7 separate regions of the Mus musculus genome follow, and regions 1, 2, 3, 4, 5 and 6 are each linked to region 7. A link is a contact called in public Hi-C, HiChIP or PLAC-seq and promoter capture Hi-C data. All regions are on one chromosome and are shown on one strand. The core of a region is the stretch at or near the end of the contact, and the rest is flanking DNA. Distances in the headings are between cores, read along the strand shown. Region 1 holds the start of Angptl4 (angiopoietin-like 4). Region 2 holds the start of Cd320 (CD320 antigen). Region 3 holds the start of Kank3 (KN motif and ankyrin repeat domains 3). Region 4 holds the start of Wiz (widely-interspaced zinc finger motifs). Region 5 holds the start of Zbtb22 (zinc finger and BTB domain containing 22). Region 6 holds the start of Marchf2 (membrane associated ring-CH-type finger 2). Region 7 holds the start of Zfp563 (zinc finger protein 563).

Region 1 (2,982 bases), core at 211-2,710, 690 kb after region 7:
TACATCAAGAGATGTTGGAGGGTTCCAAACCTCGGGAACGCACACACATCCACACACAGCCCTGGATTCCTTTGCATGATGTCCCTGAGCTACACCACCATCTCCCAGAACCCCTGAAACTTTAGCTCCTTATGATCTGCCTTCCTCTACTTGTTCTGGTTAACGGCTAATAAGATTTTGGGAAGATTCTTGCTGGGAAAGAATGGTGGGGTGGTCTGGCCAAGCAGGATCATAAGTGAAGAGGGTGCAATATATAAAAATACCCTTGATGAGAGCCTAGTGAGCCCACAGGAACCCAAGGCCAGAATCTCTTTCTTTCCTATTAAGGTGGACCTGACAAGAAGGCTAAGGATTGGAATGGCAAGTGGGGTGGTTGGGGAGTTGCCAGATGACAGCAAAGACCAGAGATACTCACTGTGTAAGTGGGTGGCGTTGGGAGTCAAGCCAATGAGCTGGGTCATCTTGGGAAGCCTCTTTCCCCTCGAAGTCTTGTCTACTCCATTGTCTAGGTGCGTGGGGGCCAAGAGGTCTATCTAAGACCGGGCAGGAAACGGGTGGTTAGATCTTTTGACTCATGCCATAACAACTGCTTAGCCACATTTCATCACTACATTTCACCCCCACTTTGTTTCCTCTTTCCCATTTGGGCCAATTGCTGGGGTAATTACCTGGCTCTGAAGATTCTGTATTCTCAGATTCTGCTTTGATAGGTATCTCTGCTGCTGGGCCACCTTCTGGAACAATTGCTGGATCTTGCTGTTTTGAGCCTTGAGCTGAGTCTGAAGATATGCAAGGCTAGTGAAGACCTGGCTTTATGTCGGCAACCTCCTCTTATTCACCCTCCCTTCTACCCTTTCACAGTCTGCTCTGAGGCCCTTCTCCACCCAGGTCCTGGAGTACTAGACTCGTTAGTCTAAGTAGAGTCAGAGTCCTAGTAGATGCGCCTACCTGCAAACTCTGCAGAGTCTCAGGAGTCTGGCCTTCAGGGACTCTATCCTCGGAGTCTTTGAAGGGTGCATCTTTTCCCTTGGGCCCCTGACAAGCGTTACCACAGGCAGCCATGCGGCGCTCCAGCGCGCCCAGCTGCCCACGGGTGCGCTCCACGTGTTCGCGCAGCCCATGGCCGAGCTGTAGCAGCCCGTGAGCCAGCAAGTTCATCTCGTCCCAGGATGCAAAGCGCGGTGGCTCTGGCTGTGCAGGGCGCCCTTGCGCGCTCAAAAGCCCCGCAGTAGCCGCGCATAGCACCAGGGCAGCGCCTGCTGTCGGAGCGCAGCGCATGATTCTGGGGGTGGCCTTGGGTGCAGCAACGCTAGGACTCCGGAACGCAGGAGTTCAAGACCCAGCAGCTGGAGTTCTGGGGGAGCCGGCTCAGACTTAGACTTGCTCTGGTGCAGAAGAAGATCTGGAGCCCGTAGCTCATAAGCGTTTCACGGTTGCACCTAAAGCCCCACTTTATAAAGCGGGTGTGGGAGTGGGAGGGAGAGCATTGGAGGCGGGGCCCGGGGGCGGAGCGAGTGGCCAAGTTTTAGGGTGCAATGCCACAGGCTTTGTAGTTACGAGTGTGTGTGTGTGGCGTGTGTGTGTGTGTGTGTGTGTGTGTGTGTGTGTGTGTGTATGAAGAGTTCTTGGGGATGGCTGCTTCGCCTTCCTTGCGACCTAATAAGCGACGTGACTGTCTGTGCACTGCATGGTTCATCCTAAGGCCGGAAATTCCCAGCCCTAGCCCGCATCCCAGCCCGGTTCAATGGAGGAAAGGGCGTACAAATCAGGACGTAGATGCCTTCTTTTTTTTTTTTCCCCTTCCCGCTACGTGGATGCCTTCTTGACTGACCCCTTCTCAAGTCAAAAGCAAAGTAGGGCAGAGTTACGTGGCAGAAAGTTCTCTCCCTGGTAGGCTGAGTTCAGATGGCAAGTGGGGGATTACAGAACCTTGCTCTCTGCCTCTTAGAGGCTTCCTGAGATCTTTAATCCACAGACCAGGCGGAACCCCTGCCCCCACTCTCACTTCCACCACCTTTCTGGCTCCCACGCTCTTTCCAGCTCAAGCATTCGTCATTGCAGATGTGTTTGTGAGGATCACTAACACCCTTGTTCAATTAGTCACCTCTTCCTGGCCAAATAGTCAATAGCTGGGATTTCTGTCTACATTGTAGAGATTGCAACCCTAGGCTTCCTCCTGTTGCCTGTCCTCCACCACCAGGGGTCTTGGTGTCCAGGAATTTACCTGCGTTAAAGGAGGATCAGTGTCTGAGGACAGACCTGTCATCCCAGCTCTTGGGGCATGGAGCAGAAGAGTGTGGAATTCATCTTGAGCTACACAAGTGAGTTTAAGAGAGCCTGGGCTACTCTGAGCCAGGTCTCCAAACAACAACAGCAACAACAAAACTGGTGGCACGCACCTGTAAACCCATCACGCAGGACACAGGGGAATAGTACAAGCTACAAGCTAGCCTGCTCTACATAGTAAGTTACAGACCAGTCAACGCTGAAACAGCAAGACCTTGTTTCAAAACAAAACAAAAACAATTCATAGTTATGCATACTTTAACTCCCAGCACTGCAGAGCAAGAAGCAATTGGAGGAAGCTCTGTGAGTTTGAGGTCAGCCTGGTCTACATAGTGAAGTTCCAGGCCATCCAGGAAGAAGACCTTGTCACAAAACAACAACAACAACAACTAAAAAAGCCAGGAGGAACTGGAAATCTATCTTACCAGTTAAGAGCATTTACATCTTTTGCAGGGGATCTAAGTCCAACAGCTCACAGTCACCTATAATTCCAGCTCCAGGAGCTATGGTGACTTTGACCTCCTCAGGCACTCACACACATGCACACAATTTAAAACAGTCATTTAAACATTTAAAAAGCAGGCTGGAGAGATGGTTCAGCAGTTAAGAGTACTGACTGCTCTTCCAAAGGTCCTGAGTTAATTCCCAGCAACCACATGGTGGCTTACAACCATCTGTAATAGGATCTGATACCCT
Region 2 (3,068 bases), core at 422-2,921, 750 kb after region 7:
GTAATTGAGGAAAATACATAATAAAAAAAAAAAAAGAGGAAAAAAAAATGTAGGATGATCCCCACCCTCCCCTGGGCTGTCTTACTTACCTCTGTCTGCATCCCTCTCTGCCTGAATACCATTGCCTTCTCCAGAAATTGGTGAGGCTTACACAGTACACTCCAAAAGTAGTCATAACCTCTAACATTTACGGTGGTAGAGAGGCCATCCATCCACAAGCAGCACCATTTGTGTGAAAGTCTGGACTTCTATGTAGCCTTCTGGTCTACATTCTGGGAAACTTAGCCATTTGAAGGTTAGTGACTTGCCTTCCAGCCTTGTTGGGAGGTAGTGTCATAGATTCTTTTTTTTTTTTTTTTTTTTTTTTTCTTTTTGGTTTTTCGAGACAGGGTTTCTCTGTGTAGCCCTGCTGTCCTGGAACTCACTTTGTAGACCAGGCTGGCCTTGAACTCAGAAATCCACCTGCCTCTGCCTCCCGAGTGCTGGGATTAAAGGCATGCGCCTCCACGCCCGGCCAGTGTCGTGGAATCTTAAGGTAGAGCTATGGAAAACGTAATGTGAAGAATAAAACACTAAGCTGGTACATGACTATATCCCCAATACTTCGGAGGCCAAAGCAAGAGAGAGGATCACTAGTTTCAGGCCAGCTTGGGTTACCTCAGACCAGCAGAAACCACAACATCACTAGCCACATTGGATAAGCTGACTCAATGCATTCAACTGTGGAAGTGGGATGAGAAAACCCAAGGCTGCCAATCTGTATCAATTACAATTAATACAATTGTAGTATCAATCTACCAGGCCCATGTTAGAATAAATGTTTCTCAAGTGTGTGAGAACTAGAAGTTAATGAGGTTGGGATGGGAACCAAGGAGATGGTCAGTCCAGGTTCGAAGCCAGTAACTGTTCACTCATTTGATCATTCCATCATTCCCTCACTATTTTCGCCATTCATCAAAGGAAACCAACATCCTGGTTCGCCTGCAGCTGGCATTCTAGGGGGCAATCAAGACAATAAAGCTAAAATAAGTAAAATCCTTAGGTGGCACAAAGGAGGGACCTGCTGGGGAGTGTTCACAGGGTGTGGCTGCCATATTCATTGGGACCATTGGGCAGTGATATTTGCAGTAGGCTACATGTGAAGTTTAGGTCAAAATTGCTAAGTTCATTTATATCCCTAGAAGGTTTATTTTTATTTTTGGTTTTTTGAGACAGGGTTTCTCTTTGTAGCCCCCGGTGTCCTGGAACTTACTCGGTAGACCAGGCTGGCCTGGAACTCAGAAATCTGCCTGTCTTTGCCTCCCAAGTGCTGGGATTTAAGGCGTACACCACCACTGTTCAGCAGAAGTTTATTATTTCAAGTTAATGTGGTTATTTTCATGGAACTGGGGATTAAACCTAGAGCCTCCTGAATACTACTAGGCAAGTGCTCTACTACTGAACTACTCCCCGAATTCCTGTTTTTTATTCTGAGGTAGGGTCTCCTTTAATAGCCTAGGTTGGCTTTGTTCTTCCTCAGCCTGTAGAATATCTGGGAGTTACAGGCCTAGGTCACCAAACACATTAGGTTTTACTGCTAGGAAGAAGCCAGGAGGAGCCCTAAAATCAAAGTACCCTTGTATTCGGGTACTTACGGTCGCAGGCTTGCTTGCGCCACTCCCCCCTGCCTTTGTGTGCGCGTGCGCGAGAATCAGCGCGTCCTTCTGACTGAGCGGCTGCGGCTGGAGCGGAGCAGTTCGGCTAGCTGTTGGATGGCGCGGGGCGGAGCTGGGCGGGCAGTGGCCCTGGGCCTGGTGCTGCGGCTCCTCTTTGGTCTCAGAACAGGCCTAGAGGCCGCTCCGGCTCCGGCCCATACCCGGGTCCAAGTCTCCGGTGAGTGAACCCCCGTTTCTACACCGCTTTTGATCCCGCCTCCACGCGCTGGCATCGCCTCACTATTGGCTGCGCCGCCCATCGGTCGTTGACACTCCCCCAGCACGCGTGTTTGGCTTTAGCGTGGGTAGAGTGGAGAGAATCGGCCCTCTGTGCGTGCAGAGGGGACCGCCACATGGGTGCCTTCTCCTGTGTTCTGCTCAGCTTCCTCCCTTATTCCTGCGCTGTCCCTAAGTCACCTCCAAGCCGTCCTTCAGCTCAATGTGGGCTGGAAGGCTTTTGTTTCTGATTTTGACCTCTCACCACGCAGGGCTGGTCACCCGGTACCTTCTTGCAGCAGGTATGCCTTCCCGAAACCTTCAGCCCTGAGGCTGCAGTTCTGTGGCTGTTCTTTCAGCACCCAGAGCTTCAGTTTTTCCTTGTATTCCTGCCTCAGAGAATGGAAGGAAGAGCCCTGGAGTGTATTTCCCCTGTGAACCCCAATCTTGGCCAGGAACCTGTCCCGGGCAGGACGAGGAGGCCCGATTGTGACCACTGGCCACTACTGACCATCCACTCTGTATGAGAATAGGTCTTAACTGTTTCAAGGTTTTTTTGGTTTGTTTGTTTTTGTTTCTGTTTTTAGGTTTTTATTATGTTTTGATTTTTTTTTTTTTTTTCCAAACAGGGTCTCACTTTATAGCTCTGGCTGTCTGCAACTTGCTATATAGACTAGGCTGGGCTTGAACTCCTAGAGATCCACCTCCCAAGTACTGGGATTAAAGGCAGGCACTAGTTCCCCTTTTTTTGAGACAGGGACTTACTATATAACACAGGCTGGACTGCTGTTTTCAACTTGTGCCTTAGGCTCCCCAGCACAGGGATTATTAGGTATGGACCATTGTATTTGGCTGTTTATGGATCTGTACCCATAAACTACCCCTCCTCCCACTTTCGGCTGTTTTGTAGCTCCAAGCAGTCTTCTTGTTCCAGCATCCCAGGAGCTGGACTTACTATTGAGCAACATTAAGTCTGGCCTTAGTATTCCTCTTTTACAGATGAGGACATAGACTGGGAGGAGGAATCATGGGTCATCCTGACTCCTGTCTGATTAATTGCCCCCAAGAGGTATAGGGTCTGCTCTGCTCTGGGCCCATTCCAAGAAAATACAGAGTCAGGAAGAGAAGGTCTGAGTTGGCAGGACTGTGAGTTGTTAG
Region 3 (2,700 bases), core at 154-2,653, 720 kb after region 7:
GCACTGGCTGTCCTGGAACTCACTCTGTGGTCCAGGCTGGTCTCAAACTCAGAAATCTGCCTGTCTCTGCCTCCCAAGTGCTGGGATTAAAGGTGTGCACCACCACTGCCCAGCTAAAAAGTTTTATTGATATATGGTATGTATGTGCATAGGTTGATGTATATAGCACACTATGGAGATCTGAAGACAACTTGTAGGAGTTGGGTCTTTCTTTGCATTACATGGTCCTAGGGATGAAACACAGATCGTCAAGTTTGGCAGCAAGAACCTTTACATGCTAAGTCATCTCACTGACCTTCACAAATGTAATTTTAATTTATTTCTGTGACAATTTTTTGATCTATAATCTCAGTATGTTTATAAGTACACCTGTATGTGTCTATTATATTTACATTATTTTCATCTGTCTATCTGTCTCTGTCTGTCTGTCTTCCTACCTATCTATTGTGATAGGTGCGCTAGACAAGTTCTGTACCATTGAGTTAGATATCTCCAGTAGAGCAGACATTTATTAAGTAACTAGTGTATGCCTGAGGCAGTGGATAAAAAGTTTCCTGATCCTAAAATGTCTAGTAGGGGTGATGATAGTAACCTTGCCTTTCTACTAATGAAAATTGCTATTTAGTTAATAAACCATTGCTATGGCAATGATAATGACTAGGGAAAGGCTGTGCTAAGGATTCTGTTTGTTTTTTGTTTTGTTTTCTTGTGGCACATAGATTTCAGGGGCACATAGATTGAACACTTAGAAATATAGGAAAGTATCACATATAGATAATATTTCTTTTTTTTTTTTTTTTTTTTTAAAGATTTATTTATTTATTATATGTAAGTACACTGTAGCTGTCTTCAGACACTCCAGAAGAGGGCATCAGATCTTGTTACAGATGGTTGTGAGCCACCATGTGGTTGCTGGGATTTGAACTCCGGACCTTCGGAAGAGCAGTCGGGTGCTCTTACCCACTGAGCCATCTCACCAGCCCCCAGATAATATTTCTTAAAGTGGCACAATATATGCAAAGTTCCTGCGGTGGACAAGATCCAGGCTCTTACGACTTCAACAAGACAGTAGGAATTAAACTCGTTATATAAATCCCATTAGAATAGTTTGCTTAGATTTTTCCTGTAGCTCCCTACTGTCCTGTGAATGAAACCTCTTTTCTTACTCCTGAACCAGGCAGGATTTAGAGGTAGCTGGCTGAGCAGCATCCCACTGCCCTGCTCTGATCTTCTCAGATTCTACTGTAGGCCCGCCCTCAGGCGGGTCCCCACCCTGCCCCCGCCCAGATGGCTCACTCTGTCTTACAATTGGATAGTTCGGTTAGATTCGTGCTCTGGTTGGCTGAAAAAGCCGTCAGTTAGGGGTGAAAGCCTTGATAACCCGTGCGGAGCTTCGAGGGGGCGGGCTCGGGTGCGGTGCGGGCGCTGCCGGGGCTTCTCATTCAGGTAAAGTCAACCACGCGAGTCCTGGAGGGGAACAGTGGACCCAAGTGTCCGGGAGGGGTGTGATGCTTTTAGCCCCCTTCTATGGGTTCTGTGCGTTGCAACGGGGTGGGCGCCGTGTCCTGTAATGGTGACCATTTGGACATTGGGAGCCTCAGGTGGTTTAAAGCCGACCGGAGAGGGGGGACCCTAGATTATTAGGCAGATCGCCACCACATGGCCATCCAGGACCTAACCAGAGGAACTTGTGCGCATTTTAGTCTCCTAGATGCCTTAGGGGACCCTTCCCCAGAGTTGGCTTGAAGACCTGGGAATGGGTTTCTTGCAGTGGGGTGGAGTGGGCGGATGGTACGGAAACGGTGTTGGAGGGAGGAACGGATGTCCCCCACTCCCCGGACCTACTGACAATAGCAGCGGATGGAACCGCCCAGCGGTTTTTCCTGTAGGAAACTGCCCTGTCTTTTCTAAGCGGACTTGGTTCTGTATGTTTGGGGAGGTGTGTGTGTGTGTGTGTGTGTGTGATGATTCAAGGACCCCTTGTCCTGCCATCATCTAGCTCTTTCCCCCATCCTGCGTTTGAGAATCCTATCCCAACATGAAGGGCTCCCACCTAGAGCCTTATCAGTAAGACATAACTTCTTCAGGACCTCGGGTATGCATGCTCTGTGTCCTGTCCTTCAGGTTTCCTGATGACAGCTCTCCTGATCACAGCTCTCTAGACTGATCGCAGCTCTGTGTCCCGAAATAGTCCCAGGGCTGGGTGTGGGGGCGTGTGGCTTCAGCTCTGACAGCCTAATGAGGGGGTCTCAGGCAGGGGATCCGGATTTAACTTTGATAGCCAGGCAGTGTGGGAGATATGAGGGCAGCTACACGCCCTACTCCGGGAGGCATTGGCTTGTGTAGCAGTCTAATGTTGGCTTGCCCCACCACACTCCTTACTCCCAAGGCTGGAACTGACAGCTGTGAGCTGGGAGGGTGATATGTGGCCTGGGTTCCCTGCAGTTTCTAGGGGAGCAAAAGGGAATCTTTCCAAAAGCGCCTATTATCCTAGTTACCTGAGAGGTCCAGGTAGGATGATTAAAAGTTGAAGGCGCCGGGCGTGGTGGCGCATGCCTTTAATCCCAGCACAGGCAGAGGCAGGCAGATTTCTGAGTTCGAGGGCAGCCTGGTCTACAAAGTGAGTTCCAGGACAGCCAGGGCTATAAAGAGAAACGCTGTCTCGAAGAAAAAAAAAAAAAAAAGAAAAGAAAGTTGAAG
Region 4 (2,700 bases), core at 172-2,671, 700 kb before region 7:
CAAACAAACAAAAAAACCAAACAAACCAAAAAACAAAAAACCCAAAAAACTAAAGAGGAGGGCTGGGGCAGAACTCAATGGAACAGCTTTTGCAGAGTATGTGCAAGGGCCTACGTGCAATCCCCAGTTCTATAAAGAACAGAATAAAACAAAGAAGGAAGAGGGGTGTAAGGCCACACTACTGACTTCACCCCTCAGGGTTTTGAATTTCCCATTCCTAACATGAGATACTAAATAACGGAGGCTCTTCCGACAAAGGTTCTAAGTATGATGTGAATTGAGAAGACAAAGAACTTGGCATGTAGGAACCACAGAAGAGGTGCTCGGAATTTATTAGAAGGCCAAGTTTTGGGGGACCAGCCACACCAGATTCCTGTTAAGTCCTTAAACATACCAGGCTCCTCCCCTCTGCAGGGCCTTTGCCCATGCTGTCCCGCCACCTGCTGGGCACGTCCCACCACTCATTCTGTGCTGTGCCTCAAACACCACTGTGTCAGGTGGCTTTTCCTGGAGCGCCCAGCCATGGTCCTGGCACTCAGTTTAATATCTGCATAGCCTGCATAACCTGCCCTTATGACATCTGCTCAGTCGTTCCTTGTCCACCTTCCCTTCTGGAATGCCAACCCCTGGAGGACAGGGACTTTTGTCTCTTTATGATTATTTCCCCAGCACCCAGAACAGAAAGTGGCACAGCAGGTGCTCAGTGTTTAATAAACGAACAACAAATTGTGAGGTGGGGACAGTGTGAGCTAGCCTTGTATGGGGTAAATCAAGATGGAAAGAGGCAACTCGAATCTCCCCAGACTTTACCTTACCACTAGAGGGCACTCGCTCAGGAGCTCCACTCCATCAAGACTGCAAGAAGGAACAAGTGGGCTTTGGGCAAAGAGCTCAGGGTACTGACATGGGATTTGGATACAGCTGGTGTCCAGCTTAGAGAGGAAAGCCAGGACACTACAAGTATGAATCCCAGTTTCTTACATCCAGTCATGGGCTCCCAAGACATCTGTTTTCATAAGGGCAAACTGAAAAGCGGTACGTGGAGCACTAAAGGAGGCTATGTGCATCGAACAGAATTCCAATTGCAACTCAGCCCCTGCTGGGTGGGGTGACCTGACTCTCTCTGGGCCTGGGGGACCAAGTGGGAAGCTTCTTTAGGGCCACAGAGCCCTCTTACCAGAAATGCCACTTCTGCCATCCAGAATGTCTCGAGGGCCTTCTTTGGTGATTGGCAGGTAATGAGAAGATGGAAAGATATCACCTTCCCCCTCAGCAGCCTCAGCCCCACTCTCGATGTCCTCTCTTGGAGCGGGGCCTCGAGGATGATCCGGGGCAGCCAGGCCACCTGCCAGTAACCCCTCCATGGGTGCCAGCCGTGAATCTTCACTCAGTACCTGGCAGGTTCAGCAGGACATTGTGGGCCTGGAGACAAAGACAAGGAAGACCTTAAGAGAGTAAGAAGAGAATTCTGTTTGTTCTCCCCTCTCTCAGAACCCTAGTCCTCTCCTTCAAAGCCTATGGCCTCAGTTTGTCTCTTAGTTGAAGTGAGGGGTTAAGTGGTGTTGAGGTTCCATTCACTCCTATTATAATCCAATCACCTCTACTGGGAGCGAGTCTCAGTACACTAAAGCGTTCTCTTTCCCCAGCTTCTTCACAGCCTCCATTCACCACAGTTACACACGCACATTCAGTCACCTCAGCCCTCCCTCATCACTCCTTCCACCTCCACCTATTCCTCCCATGGCTCACTCACAGCTTCACCGTGTCCAGCTGCTTTCCTGTGACTGCATAACCTACAGCCATGCCTCCAGTTTCCAGGGTCCCCGCTCTCTCCCCAGTGCAGGGTCTCGAGGGCCCCCATCTTTGCCCTTATACTTTACTCACTTCTGTTGCCCCGTATCAATTACCCCTACACTTTTCCAACATTCACATCCTTCTCCCTACCCAGGAATGTAGGGTTATTAACCCCTTAGCCTCTCCACACGCTCAAGTGACCCCACCATTAACCCTTTCCCTTCTCTTAGCATGATCTCTCATGCATACCAAGCCTGGGCTCCTCCACCCTGCCACCTTCCAATAGTATTGCTTGCATCCTCCACCGATATTGGTTGTTCTGGCCCGAGGATGAAAAGGACCGATGGGGCTCCTGTTTCAGAAATAAGGACCCTGGGGGGGAGGAGGGCGATTGTCCTCTCCACCTATAAATACCTTCAAGGTAGAGCAGAAAGTGAAGGGCAGGAATGAGGCGCTCTCCCCAGGGAGATGGTGGTGAGGCCCGGCCCAGGCAACCGGGGCGGGGCCGGGGCTCCAGGCCTGGTAGCAGGCGTTGCCCTCGAGGGCCTGGGCGCTCCCGGGGGGCCCTACACAGGGTGGGTTGACAGTCTTGGCTGGAGGGGTCCCTGCCCAGGCCTGGAGAAAGCACCTGCGGGTGCCCACTCGGGTAGGCACTGCTGGCGGGGATCGGGCAGGACCGCAACTTCGGAGCACTTTGGCAGCTTGGGGAGGGGGCTCCAGTCCAGATGGTCGTTCCCTACCCCACCTCCCGCAGGGGTCGCAGAGGTAGGGGCGGCGCTGCGCGGACGCACCCTGCGGGGAAGCCAGGGTCCCCAGGATGCGCCCTTCGCCCGTGCACCTCGGGGCGGGAGACCCCGCGGGACGAGCTGAGGTGGGGGGGGAGACACCTGCCTCGAGACCCCCGAT
Region 5 (3,047 bases), core at 370-2,869, 830 kb after region 7:
GCATATAAATGGCAGAGCCTCCCCACCTTCCAGGAAGCATGGTTGGTGGTAGTACAGGGGTTGGTTGTGGTTTGTTAGTAGTCTTGCTCAAAGAACAAACAGGAAGAGAGACATTAGAATCAGAGATCCTGTCTCTCCTGTCTATCCTTTCTTTTCTATCTAGTGATGGGGGCGGATAAAGGGGAGGAAAAAGAACACACAAAGTCTCAAAGACTGGCTGTGTGTGTGTGTGTGTGTGTGTGTGTGTGTGTGTGTGTGTTTAGGTTTAACCCCATCAACCAGGAGGCAGAGGCATACAGGTCTCTCTAACTTCAAGGCCACAGTCTAGTCTACCCAGTGACAGTCAAGGTTACATAGTGAGACCATGTAAAACAAAACAAAAAAGACTTATTTTATGTAAATAGGTGTTTTGTTGGCATGCATACCTATGTGCTACATTTGTGTCTGGTGCTCATGGAGGCCAGAAGAGGGCGTCTGATCCTATAGATCTGGAGTCACGGAGAAGGCAGAGAGCCGCCATGTGAGACTGGATACAACACTCGGGTCTTCTGCAAAGCAGCTGCGTGCTTAGTGGCTGAGCCATCTTCCAGCCTTCCATCCTGCTTTGTTTTGTTTCTGAGACAAGGTCTTTCTATGTAGCCCTGACTGTCCCAGAACTCTGTATGTAGTAGATCAGGCTGGCCCCAAACTCGGATATCAGCCCGCCTCTGCCTCTTGAGTGTTCGGACTAAAGGCGTGAGCCGCCATGCCTGGCTCACCCTTCTTTCTCCTCTGACTTGTCTGCAGACCAGTGTGGCCACACAGTGCGACCCGGAGGAGATCATCGTGCTTTCAGACTCTGATTAGCAGGCCCCATGCTCCCCGTGCTCCCTGCATCCAGAAGGTTTTTTGTATGGCTGTTGGAAGATGATGGAGTAAAAGATGGACAGAGCTCCTCCCGTTTTGATGGTGTTTCTTTTGACAAAAAAAAAAAATCAAAATGTTTTAAGTTTTACACAGACACATTAATAAACAATGAATTTCTTTTTATTGTATTCTTTCCTTTACTTTGCCTTTTCTCTTGTGACAGCTGTCACCTGGATCTGCCTTTTCTATCCTGGCTCTCTTTTTAGGGCGTCCTCATCCTTAACCCTTCCTTGAGCCTTCTTCCCCTAGGCACTTTTAAAGATAAGTGCTTCGGAAGCCTTCTTAAGCAGCTTTCCTCTCTCGTTTTGAGCGGTCTGAGTGAAAAGGCCAATCAGGGGCTGACTCAAGGTGATTTGGCCAATCCAGGCCTGGAGGAGGGGGGCGGGGCTTGGGGGGTTCTCATATGCTGGGAAAAGGGCTGTTAGATCCCGCGAGCAAGCTAACGTCCAGAGCTCGGGGTGGAGCCTGGGAAGCGGAAGCCAGCACTGGTCAATGAGACAAGGTAGGCTTGTCGGATTAAAGGGGAACGAAGGTTTCGGCCAAACCAATTCCTGAGTCCTCAGCCGCAGACGGGACCTGGTACCTTTAAGGCGGAATGAAGCGCCGGTTCTTTAAAGGAAAAGTGTCGCTGTCGGTCGACTTTTGCCCAGCGGCACAGGAGGGGTGCTGGCCTGCGCCTTTAAGGTCGCAGGTCCGGGAGGCGGAGTGGAGGCGGAAGGCGGAGGGAGTCGGCACAAGATGGCGGCGGGAGGGGCTGGGGCTGCGGCTCTGGTCGCGGAGTGAGGGGGGGGGCCCGGGGGCGCGCGGCCAGGTAAGCGGGGGCGCGCGGGGCTGGGGGCCCCCCTCAGGCTGGGGAACAGTCCGAGGGCGCGATTGGGGAGGACTGGGGGGCGGGGTTCGGGGGCGGGGGCAAACACGAGGCGGGGTCGGGGATCCAGGGGGCGGAGCCCTGGAGGGTCCTGAAGGGGCGGGGTCGGGATCAACTGGGGGCTCTAGGGGGAGGAGCTTGAGAACTGTGGAGAACACCCCTTCACCCCAAGAAAATCGGTACGCAACACCAAGGAGGGGGCGTTCTTTTGAGAGTGAAGCCGTAGACTAGGATAGACGCCCCTTCCCTGAGAGCCCCCTATTTCCTGACCCAGGAGCGAGAGTACTAAACTTGGAATACTTTCTTTGCTAGCGCTGCGGTTTGGTGGTGTTTGATTGGATGTTTTACTTAATAGTGAGCCTCAGTTGCCCCGTCTGTACCATGGGGTTGACAGGGGTACCTGTTTTTTTTTTTTAAATACTGTGATGGCTTAAAATCAGTGATGCTTTCAAAATGCTGTTATTCTTTTTTTTTTTTTTTCCCTAGAGACCCCCCCGGCCGCCCTCTTCTTTCCTTTGTTCCTGTGGCTGGGGGGGTATCTCCTTCCACAGCATGGAGCCGTCTGCTCTGTCACCCAGTGGGGCCACACTCCCACTGCCTCTGTCACTGGCTCCACCGCCACTGCCTCTGCCGGCAGCTGCAGTGGTACACGTGTCCTTCCCTGAGGTGACCAGTGCCCTCCTGGAATCCCTCAACCAGCAGCGGCTCCAGGGTCAGCTCTGTGATGTGTCCATCCGCGTGCAGGGACGGGAGTTCCGCGCTCACAGGGCCGTCTTGGCTGCCTCCTCTCCTTACTTCCACGACCAGGTCCTACTGAAAGGCATGACTTCCATTTCCCTGCCAAGCGTCATGGACCCAGGCGCTTTTGAGACTGTCCTGGCCTCAGCTTACACGGGCCGCCTCAGCATGGCTGCTGCGGACATTGTCAACTTCCTCACAGTGGGGTCGGTCCTCCAGATGTGGCACATTGTGGATAAGTGCACTGAACTCCTTCGGGAGGGTCGATCCGCAGCCACTACAACCACTGTCACTACTGCTGCAGCCCCCTCTGTCTCTGTCCCTTGTGCCAGTGTCCCATCAGGGAATGGGGGCACTGTCGCCCCTGCCACCGTAGGCTCTGTCCGTTCCCATACCTCCAGCAGGGCCAGTGAGAATCAGTCTCCCAGCAGTAGCAACTACTTCAGCCCCCGGGAGTCGACTGATTTCTCCTCTACCTCCCAGGATGCATTTGTGGCCTCAGCAGCAGGTAGTGGGAACCGTCGGGATGGTGGCC
Region 6 (2,947 bases), core at 2-2,501, 630 kb after region 7:
TCTGGGCCTCATCCATCTCTTTCTTACTTTAGGGTGTGTGTGTGTGTGTGTGTGTGTGTGTGTTGTTTTTCTTGGCAGTACTGAGATAAAACAAGGGCCTAGTGCATGCTAGGCAAGTACTGAGCTAGACCCCCAGTCCAGAAACTAAGTTCTAATCCCAGAAGCTCTACTTCCTATTTGCTGTATGGCCTTGGGCAACAGCTTTAACTTCCCTGAACTTCAATTTACTCATTTAGATGAAAGGAATTACTTTTAATACTTCTACCTAGTATGTTTCCCACTAACCACATTAATTCTGACTACAGAGTTTTTTTAAAAGTGTTTTCCCCAGGCATGGTGGCGCACACCTTTAATCCTGGCACTCGGGAGGCAGAGGCAGGCGGATTTCTGAGTTCGAGGCTAGCCTGGTCTACAAAGTGAGTTCCAGGACAGCCAGGGCTATACAGAGAAACCCTGTCTCGAAAAACAAAACAAAACAAAAAAAGTGTTTTCAATTATATTTATTTTGCTTGTATTTTTGCATATGTATGTGGTGTATATTCATGCAAGGGTGTGTCTATGGAGTCCAAATGACAACTTTCTGTTGTCAGTTTTTCTTTCACCATATGAGACCTCAAGACTGAACTCAGACAACAAGCACCTTGACCAGCTGAGCTATCTTGGCAGTCCCTGACTACTGTTTGAAAAACAACATTTTCAGTACAGTGCACTGAGTAGCTTTTTGTGAAGCGCCCCAACTCTTTATAATGTTAATAATCACCCAAACAGAACCGTTATGAAGAGGGTTTCAGAGTGACATTAGTCACTTATTGACCTCCTACTGTATGCCAGGCGCTTTTCTCATCAGCCATTTCCTAAATCATGTTGGCTCCGAGATGACCCACTTTTCCTAGATGGGGAAACCGAGGCTCACAGAGGTTTCTCCTGCGTGGCGAGGCTCGGAGACCTCTCACCAACCTTGAAATGATAATTGAGGTGCCTGCGTCCTGAGCAGGGCTAAGTAAGGCCAAGGGTAGCGCCCTATCTGTCCCGCTCGAGTACTCAGCCGGAGGCTCGAACCCGGAACCTGGGAAACCTGCCTACATACTCGGGTCAGGCCCATTCGCTGTTCCGTGCCTACCTGTTCCGCGGCCGGGCCGGGCGACCGCGCAGGCCCCTCGGTTCTCCCTGGCCCGGGTCCCGGCCCGGCCCGGCCCGTCAGCAGCGGCTTGCTCCGGCTCCGGCGAGCACCTGCGTCCGGGCACCGCCCGCCGAGCAGACAGCACGGCGAACCAATGAAGACTGCCTCTGAGTATCATCTGCCAATCAGCATACACGCCCCGCCCAAGAAGGTGGGGCCTTCAAAATACGGGACGTCCTGGGCGGTCCAGGCCCCGCGGCGCCGCAGCTTCTGACTCCGCCCCTGCTGCGTTCTGGCTCCACCCCCAAAATGGACCCCGCCTCATCCCAGCTCCTCCCCCATCCCAATCTCTGGCTGTAGACTTGCTGCCAGAGCCTGGAGCAGAACAAAGGCGAGCTTAAGTAAACAACTTCACACTTGCCAAATAACTTCTTTCCGCCTTCTTCTCCGCTCCCCCCGGCCCCCGTTTGTTTGTTTGTTTGTTTGTTTGTTTGTTTGTTTGTTGTGTTTTTTAAAGACAGTTTTAATGTAGATCAGGCTAACCTCGTACTCACTCTGTAGCCAAGGATAACCTCTCTGATCCTCTGGCCTCCACCTTCCCAGTTCTATCGGGAGCTAGAATGGAATGAAGTTTTTCTTCCGTGCTAGGCACAAACAGTGTGAACTGAGCTACATTTTTATCACACTTACCAATCCTAGGGTGGCTATGATCACATTTTGCAGAAGGAAATCCGCCCAAAGGGGTTAGAGTTCTGTGGAGGAAACTAAAGCCATCATCATTTACTCATCAATTATTCAAGCAAGACATACATTCAAAAAATGGAGCAACAGATGGTAGAAAGAGCTGTTGAGATAGATCAGCGGGCAAGAGCTCTTGCATGGCAAACATGAGGATCTGAGTTAAAATCCCCAGCATCCACATAAAAGAGCTGAATAGGGCCTCGAACTCCTGTAACCTCAGTGCTGTAGATGGTGTAAACAGGAAGATGGCTGGGGTTTGCTGTCTGCCAATCTAGCACTGGTTTCAGTGAGAGAACACTTAGCAGTACTTGCCTAGCATACACAAAGCCCTGGGCTTGGTCATACATGCCTATAATCCCAGCACCCAGGAAGTTCAAGGTCACCCTCAACTACACAGAAAGCAAGGCCAACCATATGAAGGAAAACCAAAAAGATCAAAATTCTGTAGGAAGCATTATTATGGTCCAGGCATGTGCAAGACCCTGGGGACACATTAACTAATATAAATATTGTGAGACAAACATTAGCGGTTTTTAATCATTGTGTTTGCTTATTTGTTAGAGACAGGTCTTACTGTGTAGCCCAGGTCCTGCCTCACCCTCACAAGCGTAAGATTATAGGCATATGCCACCACAGCCCCACGTTATTAGTATGAATTATTATTCTTACAATGCCTGTGATGGAGCCAGCAGCCTGATACATTAGGTAGGTGCTCCACCACTGAGCCACACCTTAAGCTTCATGGTGGTGGTGGTGGTTATGGTGATGCTGATTTGGTTTGGTTTGGGTTGGGTTTTTGATAGAGGGTTTCCTAAAGCCCAGTGTGGCTTTGAAGTGGATATACAGACAAGGATGACCTGGAAATCCCGCTTCCAAGTTCTAAGTGTGGGCATGCCTGGCATGAGTCACCACGCCCGGCTTTAGTAACATTTTTTTTAATTTGCCCACAGAATATGAACATATAAGAAACAATGTAGAATCACTTTTGTTCAGTTCCAACAGCAACAGTAAAAAGAAGTTTAAAAAGTTAGATGTGCTGGCACAGGCCTTGAAGACCAGCCGTCAGAGACAGAAACAGGCAAATCT
Region 7 (2,881 bases), core at 87-2,586:
TCATAACCTACTAAATACGTGTTTGTTACCATCTTGATAGGGTTTGTTTTCTCTGCCACTTAAAGAATTAAGAGTAAAAAAAAAAAAAAAAAAAAATCTCAGCGCAACAGGTAGCAACAGGGGAAATCTCAGACCCTGCAGGCAGAATCAACTAAAGAACAGCTCTTCCTAGTAGTAAAGAAACAAATGTACAAGAAGGTGGGGGTGGGGTGGGGGGTGGGGACACAGAAAGGCAGAGATCCGGAAACTTTGAAGAGTCTTTCTAACTTAGGGATGTTCAGTTTGAACAAAGACAGGAAAACTGATAGGCCCATCTTTTGGGGTAAATATATCTATTCCATGTTGCTGAACTTGCAGTGCCTGTTCCCAGGCAATGGTCCCTATCCCAGCAGATGCAGTGACTTACAACTTTGCTTCCCTGGGATTTTTTCTTTAAAATTTGAATAAAAATGCTTTAATTGGCAGAGCAAACGAACTGATTCCTGTGTCCCTAGAGAACCTTATGACTGCTACTATGTAACCGCACTTTTCATATTCATAACTGTTTTCTCTTGGTATATTCTCTTGGTATATTTCTCTTTTCTTGGCTGAAAAATGTATGGACTGAGTGAAAAGGAAGGGGAAAGCTTTTGCTATCATGCAGACTACATCATCTCAAGTTTCTCATGGGTGACATTAGACCAGTGGACCTGCCCTGGCTGGGTATCCCTTTATCTCTGTGGCAGGCCTAGGTACCCTTTCTCTAAGGTTCTGTCCATGGTACACTAACTAAATCTGACTTTAAATAAGCAGACTCCAGACTTAGTTTCCAGGGGGAAGTGGGAAAGCTCTTCTTTGGAAAAACCAAGTCTAAATTCTTTTTAAATGCAGTTATCAAGATGAGCGGATGCGGGGCGTGGTGGTGCACACCTTTAATCCTAGCACTTGGTAGACAGAGGCAGGCAGATTTCTGAGTTCGAGGCCAGTCTGGTCTACAAAGTGAGTTCCAGGACAGCCAGGGCTATACAGAGAAACCCTGTCTCGAAAAACAAAACAAAACAAAAAACAAAAAAAAAAAAGAAAAAAAAAAAGAAAAAAGAGTGGATTTCTGCCCGGGCCATGAGAGCTTTGGCTGCAATATGGCATGTGTGCCCCACTTATTAAATTAAGAGTTTACCACCAAGCTCTAATGTGTGTGTGTGTGGGGGGGGGGGGGGTGGGGGGGTTGGGGGGGGGGTGTCTGATCGCTTATCCAATTAGTACCACGGAGCACAGCACGAGCTATCCAATCAGAAGCGCCGATTGGTGAAGCGGACGTTCCTCACCGGCCTTCTCTTACTTGCCAGACTATTGTGGTGATAGAGTTCTGCCAGCTGAGGGAGTCACAGGTATCCGTTCAGGGTCCGTGTTGTGTGGCTGCCAACACCAGGATCATTCCTAAGGCCCCAGCAAGCCTTGGGCTCAGCTATGGTAAGTGTCCTTACGGCCAGCTGTCCAATCAGGAACGCCGGCAGAAAGCGGATATGCCTCACCCGCCATCTTTCTTCCTGGCACGGTCTGGTCAGCTGAGAGGGCAGCGGGTACGGTTAAGCCTCTTTGGCTCCGGGACAGCTGACCTCTGGAGCCTTCTTGAAACTACAAGAGGGCCCGGGAGCAGACGAGGCGAACGTCGGGGCAATGTAAGGGGCGCCGGGTGTTCCCCGGGTAGATGCCTCAGTCCTACATCCTCAGTCCTACATTGCTTTGGGTGCTGCGGGACTCAGGGTTTCTCTGCACTCTAGGTGGCAGGACCCCGGCGGGCAGCCCCATCTCTTGCAGAATCCTGTACTTCTGTCTCCTCAGCGAGACGCCTCCTGTAAAGTACAGGTAGATGGGCATGTTAACACATGACCACTACACCAGCCCATACGACATGATGACGAATTGAAGGCCAGTTAGGACATAGACCCTGTCTCAAAGAGGAAAAAAAAAAAGTAACTTGAAAATATGGTTTATTTACTTCACAAGTCCAGGTTACAGTCTATCGTCTATCGCTGCAGAAAAGAACTCTGCCCAACCATTCTAAAATATAATAAAGTATGCTTTGAGGAGAATAGCAAGTGATGACTAAGCCACCTTACCTGTAGAATGGGCTAGAAGGAAGCCTGGTGATATCCACGAAAGATGTGGGAAAATGACCTGAAAGGCAGTTTGCAGAGCTTCAAAGCTTTCCTTCCTGTATTTGCAAAAGCATGGGTTATTTTGTTCATGTTGTTTATGGTGATATATTTTTGTTTGTTTTATTTTAAGACAAAAAATCTCATTATGTAGCCCAGGCTGGACACAAAGTAACAGTCCTTCCTCAGCCTCCTAAGTGATAAGGTTATAGGAATACATCAACATGCCGTGCCCTTGATACAGAAGAATTTAATGTAGGGGAGGCAGATCAGGGTACTAAATAACCTTGAGGCTGACTAAGGCCACAGTAAATCTCTTTTCACCCTGTTGTGCTTAAATGAGTCAGTGTTTCCCTTCTGCCTACTGATGAGACGACAGAAAGAAATCTCAGTATACGGTTCTAATACTCCAGGTCCACAGAATAGAAAGAAGAGTAGATTTTTCCCCCCTGTATATTCCAAGAAATCTCTCCAGCACTCCTAAAGCCAAGGCAAAATTGTATGGTAGGAGCAGAGGTATCACAGACCCCACAAAGCAGAAAAAGCCCAGGGAAATTGAGGGAGTGAGGCTGCTGCAGTCTTTAACAGTAAAGTCCATGGAAGAAGGGTTACCCTTAAGACCTCACAGATAAAGAGTCACCTGCATACAGGATAGCTCTGTGGCAGTCACAAGGACAGTTGCTCAATACATGACAACTAAAGTATTTGCTTCATCTCCCAGAGGGTTTTAGACAACTCTACCCAAG

Evidence for each region. Promoter capture Hi-C pulls out the DNA fragments that hold promoters and counts their contacts. HiChIP or PLAC-seq counts read pairs in DNA pulled down with a chosen protein or histone mark. Hi-C and Micro-C count contacts between places; a contact is called where the count stands out from the background.
Region 1: an H3K4me3 HiChIP or PLAC-seq map of embryonic hindbrain shows a contact between it and region 7, with 5 times the contacts expected there. The contact joins the promoter of Angptl4 here to the promoter of Zfp563 in region 7. A contact is called at or near these places in 4 of 39 promoter capture datasets (cranial neural crest, embryonic stem cells, liver and 1 more) and 2 of 115 datasets of contacts at active chromatin or transcription factors (astrocytes and embryonic hindbrain).
Region 2: a CTCF HiChIP or PLAC-seq map of the NIH/3T3 cell line shows a contact between it and region 7, with 6 read pairs. The contact joins the promoter of Cd320 here to the promoter of Zfp563 in region 7. A contact is called at or near these places in 3 of 39 promoter capture datasets (cranial neural crest, hippocampal neurons and liver), 1 of 15 datasets of contacts at CTCF or cohesin (the NIH/3T3 cell line) and 2 of 115 datasets of contacts at active chromatin or transcription factors (bone marrow-derived macrophages and stem cell-derived neural progenitor cells).
Region 3: a Hi-C map of cerebellum shows a contact between it and region 7, with 2.0 times the contacts expected there. The contact joins the promoter of Kank3 here to the promoter of Zfp563 in region 7. A contact is called at or near these places in 11 of 39 promoter capture datasets (the 3T3-L1 cell line, 3T3-L1-derived adipocytes, the C10 cell line and 6 more), 8 of 484 Hi-C or Micro-C datasets (B cells, the C2C12 cell line, cardiomyocytes and 3 more), 11 of 115 datasets of contacts at active chromatin or transcription factors (astrocytes, embryonic forebrain, embryonic hindbrain and 7 more) and 1 of 9 other capture datasets (embryonic stem cells).
Region 4: a contact with region 7 is called in an HNF4G HiChIP or PLAC-seq map of pancreatic cancer cells. The contact joins the promoter of Wiz here to the promoter of Zfp563 in region 7. A contact is called at or near these places in 3 of 39 promoter capture datasets (cranial neural crest, frontonasal cranial neural crest and hippocampal neurons) and 1 of 115 datasets of contacts at active chromatin or transcription factors (pancreatic cancer cells).
Region 5: a promoter capture Hi-C map of liver shows a contact between it and region 7, with 3 times the contacts expected there. The contact joins the promoter of Zbtb22 here to the promoter of Zfp563 in region 7. A contact is called at or near these places in 3 of 39 promoter capture datasets (cranial neural crest, liver and pre-B cells) and 2 of 115 datasets of contacts at active chromatin or transcription factors (astrocytes and embryonic stem cells).
Region 6: a promoter capture Hi-C map of liver shows a contact between it and region 7, with 4 times the contacts expected there. The contact joins the promoter of Marchf2 here to the promoter of Zfp563 in region 7. A contact is called at or near these places in 10 of 39 promoter capture datasets (the 3T3-L1 cell line, the HPC-7 cell line, cranial neural crest and 6 more), 2 of 484 Hi-C or Micro-C datasets (B cells and the N1E-115 cell line) and 2 of 115 datasets of contacts at active chromatin or transcription factors (astrocytes and pro-B cells).

What each region holds. Positions count from the first base shown.
Region 1 is chr17:33,780,115-33,783,096 of GRCm38.p6, forward strand. It overlaps Angptl4 (angiopoietin-like 4), which reads right to left and starts at 1,461. Exons shown (of 7, transcript NM_020581.2): 1 at 949-1,461; 2 at 669-779; 3 at 416-533. The coding sequence starts at 1,278.
Region 2 is chr17:33,841,420-33,844,487 of GRCm38.p6, forward strand. Cd320 (CD320 antigen) reads left to right here and starts at 1,672. Exons shown (of 5, transcript NM_019421.3): 1 at 1,672-1,872. The coding sequence starts at 1,752.
Region 3 is chr17:33,809,120-33,811,819 of GRCm38.p6, forward strand. Kank3 (KN motif and ankyrin repeat domains 3) reads left to right here and starts at 1,404. Exons shown (of 11, transcript NM_030697.3): 1 at 1,404-1,446.
Region 4 is chr17:32,386,396-32,389,095 of GRCm38.p6, forward strand. Wiz (widely-interspaced zinc finger motifs) reads right to left here and starts at 1,422. Exons shown (of 11, transcript NM_001372227.1): 1 at 1,178-1,422. The coding sequence starts at 1,364.
Region 5 is chr17:33,914,557-33,917,603 of GRCm38.p6, forward strand. It overlaps Zbtb22 (zinc finger and BTB domain containing 22), which reads left to right and starts at 1,620. Exons shown (of 2, transcript NM_020625.3): 1 at 1,620-1,717; 2 at 2,261-3,047. The coding sequence starts at 2,327. Daxx (Fas death domain-associated protein) reads left to right here. Exons shown (of 8, transcript NM_007829.4): 8 at 787-1,034. The coding sequence ends at 846.
Region 6 is chr17:33,717,426-33,720,372 of GRCm38.p6, forward strand. It overlaps Marchf2 (membrane associated ring-CH-type finger 2), which reads right to left and starts at 1,252. Exons shown (of 5, transcript NM_001252480.1): 1 at 1,121-1,252.
Region 7 is chr17:33,088,031-33,090,911 of GRCm38.p6, forward strand. It overlaps Zfp563 (zinc finger protein 563), which reads left to right and starts at 1,337. Exons shown (of 4, transcript NM_001024950.2): 1 at 1,337-1,449. The coding sequence starts at 1,447.